2 separate regions of the Dromaius novaehollandiae genome follow, and region 2 is linked to region 1. The links are chromatin contacts, called in public Hi-C maps. All regions are on one chromosome and are shown on one strand. The core of a region is the stretch at or near the end of the contact, and the rest is flanking DNA. Distances in the headings are between cores, read along the strand shown. Region 1 holds the start of EIF3M (eukaryotic translation initiation factor 3 subunit M). Region 2 overlaps CCDC73 (coiled-coil domain containing 73).

Region 1 (6,474 bases), core at 616-3,115:
TCAGTGCATTTGAATACATCAAGATTCATTTTACTGGGGAATGAAAAATTCTCATAGGGAATTTCCAGGATGACAAAAGCAGCATCTGCTCCTTTAAAAGCACAGCAGCTTTCTGCAGTGGCATTCTTTAGTCTATACATCCCTAGAGTTCATCATCAATTGATAGTTTTTCTTAATTACCTTATACATATTGGCACAAGAGTTACAAACCTCTCCGAAAACTCAAAGGCTGCCATTAATATTAAAGAGTCTCCGAAGTTTCTAAATACAAACCATTGAGAACACCAAACAGTGATAGTAAGGCCCCGTTTTATTTGTGTTTCCACATTTATTGCTAAAATTTCATTTGTAAAATGGGGGCTAGGTGAATGTTTCACTGACAGCAAAGCAACAGCCCCTTTGGCTTAACAGTGCTAACACTGCAAAGGCACTTGATGGTATGATGAATAAATCAGTATACCTATTTTCATACTGCAGATTATTTAAACTCTTGAAGCATAAAACACTATCTCCAGTCCCTGTGAGCTATATCTCATTCAGTTATTTTATATCAGGGACATGACTTTACAAAACATCTGTATCAGCAAGATGATTCACACATTCTAATGTAAACACAAAGCATAGCGCTGTAGTACCAACCTCAAAATTCTCATTAAAAGAGTAATCATCTCAGCTCCCTTTTCCTGGCATTTTAGAATTCCATTACTGGTTGTGAGATTATATTTCTCTAAACAAGTTTATCTTGAATTACTCAACAACTTCTAGAGTAATAAAAAGCTTTTAAATTACTTTCTAGCCAGCACTATTATGTAGCAATAATAAGCCATCCACTGACCCTCCTTTCAAAACCCTCCAGATCTTACTAAACAAGTCTTTAAAAATACTTCATCCAATTAGTTGTGAATGTGTCCCAGTGTTTTCTAAATGTCTATAACCAGTGAATACTTATAAGCAACAGGGAAATAGAAGCTTCCTTGGGGTTTCCCCTGTATTTTCTTTCTGGCCTTTATTTTAACCTTTGAAATATCAGGAAAGTCAAGCTATGTCCCTCTTGGTCCGACAGACTGGTTAAATGGGAAATTTCTTAATCTTTAACTGAAAAAGCATGCAACGCATTGGTATCAGCAAGTCATTATTTGTTACTTTTAATTGGAATATAAGCTAAGGTGATTTTAAGAACAAACTAAGCATCTGATTAGGAAAATCCTGTCCTTTCTCTTATCAGGTTTCACTCCCAACATACCTAAAGTAAGCCTATTATTTAAACTCTTCCAGTAAAAAAGGACTAGGTAAGAACTTACATGTCTAACAGCAACAAAGTAGCAAATAATCTTCTAGATTGAGAGAGAAAAAAACTCTAATTCTTTCCACATCATAATAATTCTGTCATTATGGACACCTATCGCATACGGACACAGATGTATGTCAGAATACCTTACTAAAGATGGCCAGCTACTCTTATCTGCGGGCAGGGCGCGCAGCACTTGGGCCCTTTACCACACCCACCTCGCCTAGGGGCGCACCCCGCAGGCAACAACGGGCCCGCTGCAGGCTGCCAGGCCGGGGGGAACCGCTCCGGGAACAGGGTGACCCCCGGGACAGGCGGAGCTTTGGGGGCAGACTGCTGCAGGCCGGGTACCCCAGGCAATGAGGCGGCCAGCACTGACCAGGGGCAGCAACTCGCCGGTCAGCTCCTCCGCCGGGTCCCGGCGGGAGCTCGGGGCCGGGCACATGGCCGCTCACGGACCGCCGCCTCAGCGCCAACGGTCGCTGCCACCTCAGCGCCAACGGTCGCTCCCAACGGCGCGAGGCGGGGGAAAGTGGGGGAAGGGGCGGGGGCCAGCGCCAGCGCCAGCCCGCTCCTCCCCTCCCACACACACTCCGGAAGCGGAAGTGGCGTCACATGCCAGCGGAAGCCGCTCGGCGCTTCCGGTGCGGGCGGCGTGCTCGGGCCGGTCGCGGGAGTCTGCGCCGCCATGAGCGTCCCGGCGTTTATCGACATTACGGAGGAGGATCAGGTCAGCAGCCAGGGGCGGCGGGGAGGAGGGCGCGCGGGCCGCGGTGGCCGACTGAGGGACGGGGAGGGGGGTGATCGCCAGTTCCCTGGGGCGGGCGGGCGGGAGGGAGTCCTTTGGCCCCCAGCCGTTGGCGGCGTGGCCGTTGGCCTGGTAGCCGTTGGCGCCGCGGCCGTTGGCGCCCGGCGCCTCCCGAGCGCGGCGGCCCTGCCCTTGGCCGGCAGGAGCCGGGGGCGATGCTCGCTGCCGGGCTGCGTGGCGGCGAGGGGCGGCGTGCGGCCCCGCCGGCGCCGGCCCTCCGGGAAGGGGCGGTGGCAAAGGCTGCGCTGTGCTGCGAGTCGCGGGCGGGGCGGTGGGAGCCGTCGCCGGGCGGGGGGCGCTCAGGCCTCCGCTGGCCGGTGCTGCAGCCCTTAGCGGGCCCGGAGCGCTGCGAGCGGGGTTCGCCGAAGGCCATCACGGTCGTGCCGCAGCTAGCGTGGATCTGCGCAAATGCGTTTGCAGTATTTGCTAGGGATTTTAGCGTGCGAATTGAAGAAACTGTGAATGTAAAGGCAAACGTGTGTTCACGATTTTTCTTTAAAAAATCACCCTCGCTAATGTTTTGTCTTCCTTCTTCCTCAGCAGTACTTTTTTAGGAAAGAAAGCTGGTTCGGATGCTTCCTAGAGCATTATTTACGCCTCTTGTTTTTGTGGGCTTCTTGATGTTTAAATAAGAGTCATGGAAATAGTTCATTTTATCTATGAGCTGTTGCTTTGTTCTGTCTTTGAATTTTAGCATTTGTTATTCTTCATGTCTGTTACATACATAATTTGAAACCTACCAGGAACACGTGTCAGAAATATTATTTTTCAGTCCAGTTTTTGCTTGCTCTAGTGTCTAGTAAATGCTCGTCAAGTAGTTAGTCTGAAGCATCTTCAGGATCGCAAAGGATCCTAGAGCATTTAGTTACGTCTTATGGTACTGTGTTGGCTTGACACTGAACTTGATGTAAATTACATCTTGAATCACCGTAGCATCTAGGTCAGACTTCCTTGTGTCAGAAGTTGTATGGCCTTATAAACGCTGACTCTGAAGAGTTACGGTTCTGCTTTTGAAACCATGGATTGTGAAGTTAGTGCATAGGCCTGTCATTGTGGAAAAGGTATCTTCTTACTGTCTGATAAAGCAGGTCATCGGTATTGGAAACTGCCTGTAACTTGGGTGAAGACTGAAAGTTCTGCCTTCCCTAAGGTAGTTCTGTGTATATCCTTTGTGTTTTCTGTAGAATACACAACTAGATGGTTTTATTATTTAACTTACATTGTCAAAGGGAGTACAAGTCTTGAAGACAAGAATTCTTAAGAAGAAAACATCTTTGTCACAAAAACTTATGAGGGCTGCAGTCCTCTGTCCAGCAGTTGTGATGCATTCCTACTGTGAGAAAACCCAAGTTATATGATTTATTCAGTCACTGGCCAAACAGCTCTCGCATGGGCTGCATCTTACACCTAGGTGGTATTTAGGTGATGTGTTCATGGGAGAGAGGGAGCATTGTAGGATACAGTGTGGTAGGGGGAAATGGAGCTAATGTGGGTCAGGAGCAGAGGAAAGAGGAATAACTGCAGAAAGAAATCCATAAGAAATAAATTTTTCTGACTTTGCTGTTCACTGTCTTTATTTATATGTTTTTAAGGCTGCAGAACTTCGAGCTTACTTGAAATCTAAAGGAGCTGAAATCTCTGAAGAGAACTCTGAAGGTGGACTTCATGTTGACTTGGCACAGATTATTGAAGCTTGTGATGTGTGCCTGAAGGAGGATGACAAAGGTTTGCATCTTTCAGTCTTATCAGTGGTGCTAAACGTATCGCCACCATTGATGCTTTCAGATAACTATCTGTTGACAGAATTTAGAGGTATGTTCCATGGCTTGTATGTGTTTAAAAAGGTGCATCTTTTTAAAAATGGAAAAACGCAGTGCCATGTAAAATATGCCTGTGCTCTGCCCTGTCTTCTCCAAACATCCAATGACTTTCGAACAAGTCGGAAATAAAGCTGGACTGTGCTCACTATGAGGATTTAGCAAGTTGTGTATCAAACAAGTTTCTTTTCCACAAAAATGTTTATGATAAAATAAGACTCTACAGCTAATTCATGTCTGTGGTGCGGCAGATCAGATAGCAATAAAAATTAAGACTGTAGACGTTTGTAATGAGACGTTTTAGAACCTAAATATTAATCAATTATATTGTTTGAAAACGTTAGAATTTTTGGTAGTCAGTTACTCCTTTTGGAGGTAGGACCATAGGTCATTAGAAACTACATTAATATGTTTTAATGATGCTGATGATACTGTGGTAGCATTAACTGATCTTTCTGTGCCTCCTCTGTTCTGTTTCAGTATAAAGACCCATTTAGAAGTTTTACATGTAAAATAAATAGCTCATAGGAATAACATATGTCATTTGAAAGAATGCAGGGTTCTTCTAGAATGAGCATTTATGAATATCTCTTTGTTTTGCCTCTTACTGTAAGCAGATCAGCATAAAATAATAGCAAAGCTTATTGCTCTGTTGTGTGATGCTCAGTGTCGTTATACATATTTTGTATCAGCAAGACATATACAGGCATTCATAGCAGAAGTGATTCTTCAGCATTAAATAGTTACTGATGATGATCATTGCTTGCAATTTTAAACAGCTGCATATTTTGTTTTGTGCAGATGTTGAGAGTGTAATGAACAGTGTAGTTTCTTTGCTTCTTATCCTGGAGCCTGACAAACAAGAAGCACTGATTGAAAGCCTGTGTGAGAAATTAGTAAAATTTCGGGAAGGAGAGCGCCCATCTCTTAGACTGCAGCTGTAAGTATTGTACAGGGAAAAGTAAGGCCAAAGAATCCTTCCTTTAAGGAGATCTCTTGTGTCTTTCATAAATCAAAGTATGGGGTGCCTATCAAGGATTGGTGTGTCTGTTGTATATAGCATGCTTTGTCTTTTTTTTTTTTTTTTTCGGTACCTTCTTTTTTTCCATCATAAAATAGAAGTATCAATATACTTTCTTTGCTCAGGTATTATGAACTTAACGTTAAAATGCATAGTTTTCAATTTCTCTGCTGTTGTAAAACTGGAAGCTGTTACAATTCATCATGGACTCAAGATGGCACTACAGAAAGTGGTTTGTGTGTACTAGCACACTTCTTAATGGAAACACTTACTTGTATGCACTCCAGTAAAGTTCTGCTAAACCTCCTTAACTTAGTTATTCATTGTTTGTGGTTTAGACTGAGCAATCTCTTCCATGGTATGGATAAGAATACTCCTGTGAGATACACAGTGTACTGCAGCCTTCTTAAAGTGGCCTCATCATGTGGTGCCATCCAGTACATTCCAACTGAACTCGATCAGGTAATTTGTATGGTGTTTCACATTACAGCGTTCATATTAACCATGTTGCATCTGACTGAATATTAGTCAGAGTTGATACAGACTGTCCCTCCTTGTTATAAATTTCCAGTGAAATTTTAAAAAAAACACAATACAGAACTACTACTCTTACAAAGATCCTTCTACAGAATCTAAATTAAACTGCTGTTTATTTTCTGTCTCTAATGTGGAGCAAAGTTAGATGCATCTGTTTGATTCATGTGATAGTAGTGAAAGGGAGAAGCTTTGATCACAAATGGGGCATCAAGTTTTTACCTCTTGCTCTGGAATCAGTGTCTTGGGACCACCTGTCCTTATTGAGGAAGCACATGGAGAGCACAGAGTTTTGGCTTCGCATGGGAGAACTTCCAGGTTCTGCGTAGGGAGCCTAGTAGTTAGAAGACCCCAAGGAACAATCCCTGTGAAAGATCTTTTGAATCCTTTTCTGCTTGAGGGAAAATGAGAAATATTTTCAGTTTTATTTTAGCTTTTTCCTAATGCTCCTTTTTCACTTATATTCTACATAGGTCCGAAAATGGATTTCTGATTGGAATCTCAGCACAGAGAAAAAGCATACTCTTCTGAGATTGCTGTATGATGTCCTAGTGGACTGCAAAAAGAGGTACACAAAGACAAATAACAGATAGTAGATACCTTTATCTTAAATAGATGTATTCTAACTGATTTGTAGGGGAAATATTTATCACAGCCCTATCTAACTGAATTTGTACTGTTAATTCAATCCAAATGTACCTGGATTTTTTTTTCTTAAGTTTAACCACTGTCTCCAAGAATATTAAAGTTAACAGTGAATTTTTGAGAGCCTGTGGCTTGTAACTAATAAAACTATTCCTTTCTGTAAATATTAACCTTCAAGCATTGTAGCATTAAGCAAAGTTTATTATTTAATTGCACTTTTGACATTTTAGTGCATGGTAGTGCTATCTCTTATTTAATGATGTTGGGAGGCTTATCAATCACAGTTAATAGAATCAGTCTTTTTATATAAACATTACCTCTAAGACAAAGCTTTCCACTAATCATGGAAACTAATATCTAC
Region 2 (6,694 bases), core at 190-2,689, 90 kb after region 1:
CATCTGAATCAGCTTCAGGCCCTCCTAAAACTCTAAAAACTGATTTGCTACATATCATTATTTTCTACAAAAAGAGCAGATGCATTCCGATAGTATTCTGATTTGGCAGTTACTACTTACTTATAATTATAGTTGTGAAATAACTATACCAAGCGTAAAGAAAGTAAGTATCATATCTTTCATTTCTGTTATCATTTAGAATTAAATTTTGAAACTGTGGGTTAAATTCCCCAAATCTAACTTGAAAGAATTTCCCCAACTAGAAGGTATTTGACTGTTCTATAATAATTTTGTATCACTGCATAGCCAAAATAGATTTCAGGTCCATCTACTTTTTAGAATTCAAAATGTCTTAATTCAGGACAATGTCTGGAATTTAAGTCCCTAAAACAGGCAGAGATCACAAAACCCTTCCCCTTCCCCCTTTGTTATATGTCATCTTAGAAAACAATTCCTTAGAAAGGCAAAAGGGCACTCTTACCTTAGCTACATCCATCACAGATGGACTGTCAAATATATAATCCTTGGTTAACAGGTAAAACAATACTTATCACAAAAATAATTGGACTCAATACCTTCAAGTAAGGGATCAGTCCAAAATAATATAACACTAAATGAATTTACAATGTGTAACATTCCAAAAAACCCACACTCGTGAGAAATCTAAGGTTTTGCAAAACTTAGTCTTACCAACTCAAAAAAGCTGTCTGCTATGGAAGCATCATTCAGAGCGACAACAAGCTATGGTGTTTCCTACATGACAGTCTCATTCAGGGAAACAAATTGGTCTCTCATCTGAATCTAGTCCAAAAGACTAGGGACATGGAAGCAGAAGGAGTGGAAGGAATCTCCTGTGGCCTCAAGTGCAGTTCTCTACTATTTCAGGCAGCACTTAACTCCTTTCCATACATTTGGGGATTCTTCTATTTTATAATCAGAGCTTATTTGCCCGAAGGCTGTTGGTCTTTGGGTCTGGGGTTCTCCCCCCTCCCCCAATTTGTTTGACAAAATGTGCTACTTTTCTCTACAAACCTTGCCCAGGCACAACCGCCCTAACATTATCATTAAACTTTTTGAGACCCCCACTGTAAAGCTTCAAAAGGAAAATTATCAGCTAAAGAAAGCTGTCTGCTATGGAAGAATCATTCAGAACCATGACAAGCTGTGCTGTTTCCTACATGATGGTCTCATGAAGGGAAATAAGTTGGTCTCTCAGCTAAATCTAGTCCAAAAGATTAGGACAATGAGGTATAATAAAATGTGAAAATTGTTTCTGTGCTTCCTGAGCATCACAGAGAATGCTGATATCAGTGAAAAGATTCCCATGTCATCATTAGAAAAATTACCTAATCCTATATCTGTACATCCTACTACAGGCTAGTACAATAAAGTTGCTCCAGCACCAGCTTTGGAACAGCTCCCAAAGGGGGGAGGTCAGAAGGGGAAGTTAAGCAAGTGGGTTGTAACAGGAAACTGGTGGTGTAACTCCTCCCAAGCCACAGCATCCCCACAACTCTAGAGCAGCAGAGACTTTTCAGAAAAGAGAGGAAGGCTCCTTCCTCCTTTGGTAACCCAATCTAATGTGAAATTAGCTATTACAGTCTTTGGGAGATTTTTTAAAACAGAAGGCAGAAATATTTTGTGAAAGATGTTACTCTAAAGATACAATACCATAATTGAATGACACTGAGATAAAAATCTTGAATACAGAAGGCATGAGAAATCAAAATAACAAGCTTTGAGGTTACACATAATTATACTTAAGGCAGTATTTTTAGAGGCCCCCCCCCCCATTCTAGCCCTTACCACATACACCAGAGACGGTGCATCAAAGGTTTTACTAGAAATACTCAGTAAATATGCGTGGCCTACCTACATATTTATTCAAATTCCCCTTCCCAGATTAAAGGCATGAAGAATAAAACCTTCCTATTGAGGATAAATTTCCTAACTTGAATCACTCTACTGTTGCCTGCACCTTTAGCTAGTCTTTCAGCGAAAAGAATTATCACCATGGGCACAGCGATACGCAATTGGCACTGAGGTGTCAGAATAAACTAAACCAGAAAAGATACACAAGTCTCAAATCAGGAACACTGAATTGTAGTTACCTGTAGCCCGAAACACACAGAAACTCACACACAAGTAACGCAGTAAGCATCAAACAAATTAAGTGAAGGAATACACACAAGTGCAAGGAGCAACATGTTGGAAAAGTAAGAGAAACAAAGCCGTCCTGCACTTCTTGCCCAGTTAGATTCAGAACACAGATTTGTACAGCATGGCACCGACAGAAAAGATGCACCAGATATTAACATTTTTCCTCACAGACCTTTAGCATGCAGGCTAAATTGTTCTTCTTATGCTGAAAGTAGCCCAGCAGCAGCCCAGACAGAATTGTAAGGAATTATCCCAAGCTCTGGATGGGATGTTGCATAAACAAATCTGTAGGGAAGATAGTAAGACTACGTCCTACATGATGAAAAAGGGGGACAGACACAACTGTCTTGGGGAAAGGCCCAAGATTATTAACAGTGCTGTGGCCTTCCACAGAATAGCCGCAAAACTGCTTTTTTAATACTTACTTCCCTCCCCTCTACTGGAGAGGACCTGGCTCATTCTCCAGCCGAGCCAGCCACCCTCGCAGCTCCCTGACCCATGGCAGCACGATGGCTTCCGACCACCCAGGAGACACCACCCCAAGGCCGGGCGCCCCCGCTTAGCCCGGGGCCGAGGCCCAGGCCGTGGCCCCCTTCCTCCCCGCCGCCTTCCCGCCACTTCCAACGGCCAGCGCCAACCGCCGCCCGCGCGCCGCCTCCCCGCGCCGCCCCCGCGCGGCGCTCGCGGCTCGGCCGGCGCCATTTGCGCGGCACCGAGAGGCAGCACGGGGCGCTCAGGGAAAGGGGCGCGGGGCCCCTCAGCCGGGCCCTCCCGGCACCTGGGAGCTCGCCGGCCCCGCCGCCGGCCGCCGCCCGCGGGGCTGCTCCGCGCTCCCCGCCGGCAGCTCTGCGGGGACAACCGGCTGCCCCAGGCAGGGGGCTGAAGTAAAGGGTTTCGCGCCGGCCCCAGGCGCTGCAAACACTGGAAGGGCATAAACGAGGACATAGATACAAAAATAGCAAAGGTGCTGGCGTGCTTTCTCTTCCTACGCTAGGAAGTTTCAGCAACACTCTTCTTGTTGCTCTGGTGTTAGAAACCTTCACTTCATCAATTTCACGAGAAAAGGTCATCCAAAAAATAAACAGACAGGGCTAGGGAGAAGTAAATGGACTGCGGGTTTTGTTTAGAAATGATTTCTCCTACACTTGAAATAACTACTTCAAATTAAATTTAATATGCCAGTTGCTAGACAATGAATAGATATTTGTAAGTAGTTCTGAGATCTTGGACGGAATAGACTTTGCAAACAGTCATTTGGAAGAAAATAAAATGCCACCAATAATGCCAAGCTCTCATAGTCTTCAAAGGGAATTAAATGTATATATTAATAAATATTATTTGTTTGGGAGCTCACACATAATACACAGGGGGTTTTTTTTGTTTGTTTTTTACAAAGAGCCCTAATATTCAAGAGTTTTGCTAATATAGTTAATTGCATTCTTAGCAATGCACAAGATTAGGACACTGATTCTTAATCCTTTTTAGTCTGCAATTTAAATCTTTCCCAAAATGAGCTATGTTTCCAAACCCTTTCCTCTTTGTCAAATATGACTTCTTCAATCCTTAAATAAAACTCCCCCCAAAGAAAGATGGAAAAGGAGCAAGGATGTTTAAAGCCGAAATACGTCTTTAGGCTTAACATAGTCACTTAGAATCATCAACACACTAATGTGAAAATGCAGCTAACACATCCAAAAAGTCTTAACTCTGCCCTCTAGTGAAACTATGCATAAATTCACATTTAAAGTGAATGGAATCTCAAAAAAGATTAAACATTTAAAGACCTATTTGATGCTTTTTTCCTTGTTTCCTTACATAGAGGCACCTGAATTCACTGTTTGTTTTATTTTCTAAGATATGAACTTCCATTTCTCAACATGTTTTAATGTCTTAACACAAAAATTACTAAATTTAAAATATTTGATTAGTGATACTTATATAAATTAAATTCATAACCTGTACTATATTTCATCCTAAATTAACTATTGGACCTTTTAAACTTAACTATCTTCATAGGATTATTCTGTACATTTTTCTAAATCTTTAATTCCAATTGTCATACATTAAGATAACAGTATCATGCATGAATTGCCTAGATAAAGCATCATCTGTCTTTTCCTGTTCTTGTCCCATCCCCCAGTCTGACTTGGGAGGGTCCACTTTAGTGGGACCCTGTGGCTCACCTCTGGCTACAGTGAGCATTTCTTTCTCTCACATCCAAATGTTCTTGCCTCACTGCTCCACATTCTTCAGTATGTATTTACATTCATTTCCCTCTTTGCTATTTCCTCTGTACTACCTGCATACACATATACATAAGAGACATGCCAGTTACGTCCCCATTTCCCCATGCCTCCTAAAGAGTCTGGAACATATTTTTTCCCCGGACATTCAGACTTCCACTTAATTCTACAATTTAAGTTGTTGGTATTGCATCTCATACAAGCTACTACATACTGCTGAAATGTACAAGTATTTTTCCTTAAGTTTGTGCTATTTTCCCCAAAAGAGTTTTTTTGGGGTGGCAATGAATTTGATTTTTCTATTTGACTTTGTTTAAACCATAGCAAAATTACTCTGACTTAACCACTAGTCAAAACGCACACAAAGGAGAAGGTGGTTTCACTTCTGGGAGATAAACAGTCCAGCTTTCTCTGAACACATGTAACAAAGGAAATATTTCATAGCAAATCATCATATCCAAACCACTCAAATTCAGAAAGATGATTTTTTTTAAATATGATACCCAAAAGAACATCTGTTTGGCATGAAAAAGACTAGCAGAATTACGATGATTAGAGCTATATTCTCCTCTCCTTACTCAGCCCAAATAATTTTTCATCCAAAACTTTTTCTTGGATAGCCTATTTTGTCCACAGAAGGTCACAAAGGATTTTTCTTAGAAAGCCTGATTCTAATAATATTTAAAATGTGCAGTTACACAAACAACCCTGAATGCTTTCTCCTCCTCCCATTTTAACTGACCTCGGCACTGTCAGCTACAGTCACTACTGGAAACAGTGGCCATGTGATCTTGTTGTTTCCAATCCGTTACCAAGTGAGTGCTCATTAACTTTACCAGTTTCCACACTTACCAGACCCAAGGGTCAGAGTGCTGTTGTTTCTAAGTGCTGCAAATGGATCTTTATAGAAATATTACAGAAAAAAAATCCTCAGTAAATACACATAAGGCTTAAGCTACTGGAGTAGTTATGAAGCAGTAGGTCCCCACAGGTCTTCACTGCTGTATTAAGGACAACTATATTACTAATTGAAATATACAACTGGAATATACTATCTGTTCATAAAAAAAAAGTCAGTGATTTTCACTTTTCACTGCAATTGGCCTTTTATTTACACAGATACTTAGCTGGATGTTCAGTTCCCAGATCTTATGCATTTCAAACTCAATCCTGTTCTCACTGAAGAGAATGGCAAAACTCCCACTGACTTCAAGATAAAAAGAGCCAGATAATACAACAAGCATAGAATGCTAAGTACAGCTTGATTATTTAAAGATCAGATAATACAAAATGGCTTAGATCAGATAATACAAAACTTTGCTGTATAAGTTTCATAAAAAGAAAGTGAAAAGGGAATTAATACTGAAAAAACAATGTTCATTTTTTCCTAAGAGCACTATAGAAAGAACCACCAAACATGTTCAGCATACAGGTTCATAAAGAACAGCTTCAAAATTGTATGCTGTTACTCATTACTTATGTAGTAACAATCATATCAGTTCAATCATATCACTCTACCAATTAACTTGTCCTCTGCGAAACTTCACATTTATTTTTGTAATTTTCTTAATACCACTAATAAAGAGTATTACTCAGGTAAGTAATGAATAAAACTGACATAAGAACTATGGGACCCCACAATGAATGGATGTTCCCTGTTTACAGTTTTTAACCTACTTAACATAGGTAATGTTAGCTTTTTAATAGTGTTTGCAACGCAGTTCAAATGCGTTACCAAAGTCTGTGTATCAACATAATTAACTTCTTTTATTAACTTAACTTTCATAAAATACAAACCTATGTGAAGACTGCCAAAAAAGAGATATTTTTCTTTTAAGCAATGTTTATTAGTGTTTACTATGCTGTACTGCTACCAACCTTTTACTTCATCTGCAAGCCCTCTTTTTTTTCTACTGCCACAGCGGGTTCTTTTTTTCTCCCCTTAGTTCTCTGCAAGTTCACCATAACTTTTGTTTCAATATTTTTGCTATTACTTCTATTTTGCTTTATTTTCTCTATAGGATGAATCAGATATAGAGTGTTGTCACAGAGTAAAAACTGCTCAACTCACATGATTTAAATCAAATCAGGAGAGAAGCAGTTCATTCATTTATTAACAACATGTAATTAACCAGCAATCTGAACTACACATTTAGGATGAAGATCAGCAATACAACAGACAAACCACAATACTAGACATGAAGTGTTAAAAACTATAAATTTCTAAACACCCTTCTGTAACTAATCCCTCCAGCTGGACATGTGGGTGCTGCAGCTTTAAGCATACTCAT

The links. Hi-C and Micro-C count contacts between places; a contact is called where the count stands out from the background.
Region 2: a Hi-C map of brain shows a contact between it and region 1, with 2.1 times the contacts expected there. The contact joins the enhancer-like site here to the promoter of EIF3M in region 1. A contact is called at or near these places in 2 of 4 Hi-C or Micro-C datasets (brain and liver).

The regions. Positions count from the first base shown.
Region 1 is chr5:57,943,862-57,950,335 of bDroNov1.hap1, forward strand. It overlaps EIF3M (eukaryotic translation initiation factor 3 subunit M), which reads left to right and starts at 1,866. Exons shown (of 11, transcript XM_026121914.2): 1 at 1,866-2,018; 2 at 3,689-3,908; 3 at 4,715-4,853; 4 at 5,273-5,396; 5 at 5,942-6,036. The coding sequence starts at 1,977. WT1 (WT1 transcription factor) reads right to left here and starts at 1,863. Exons shown (of 12, transcript XM_064512923.1): 1 at 1,668-1,863.
Region 2 is chr5:58,033,877-58,040,570 of bDroNov1.hap1, forward strand. The region is part of intron 1 of CCDC73 (coiled-coil domain containing 73); the gene reads right to left. Among named protein-coding and RNA genes, the nearest start is that of PRRG4, 17 kb to the right of the region's middle. Within about 2 kb of position 1,440, at least 1 of the 2 cell types and tissues checked has open chromatin away from gene starts, as enhancers often do.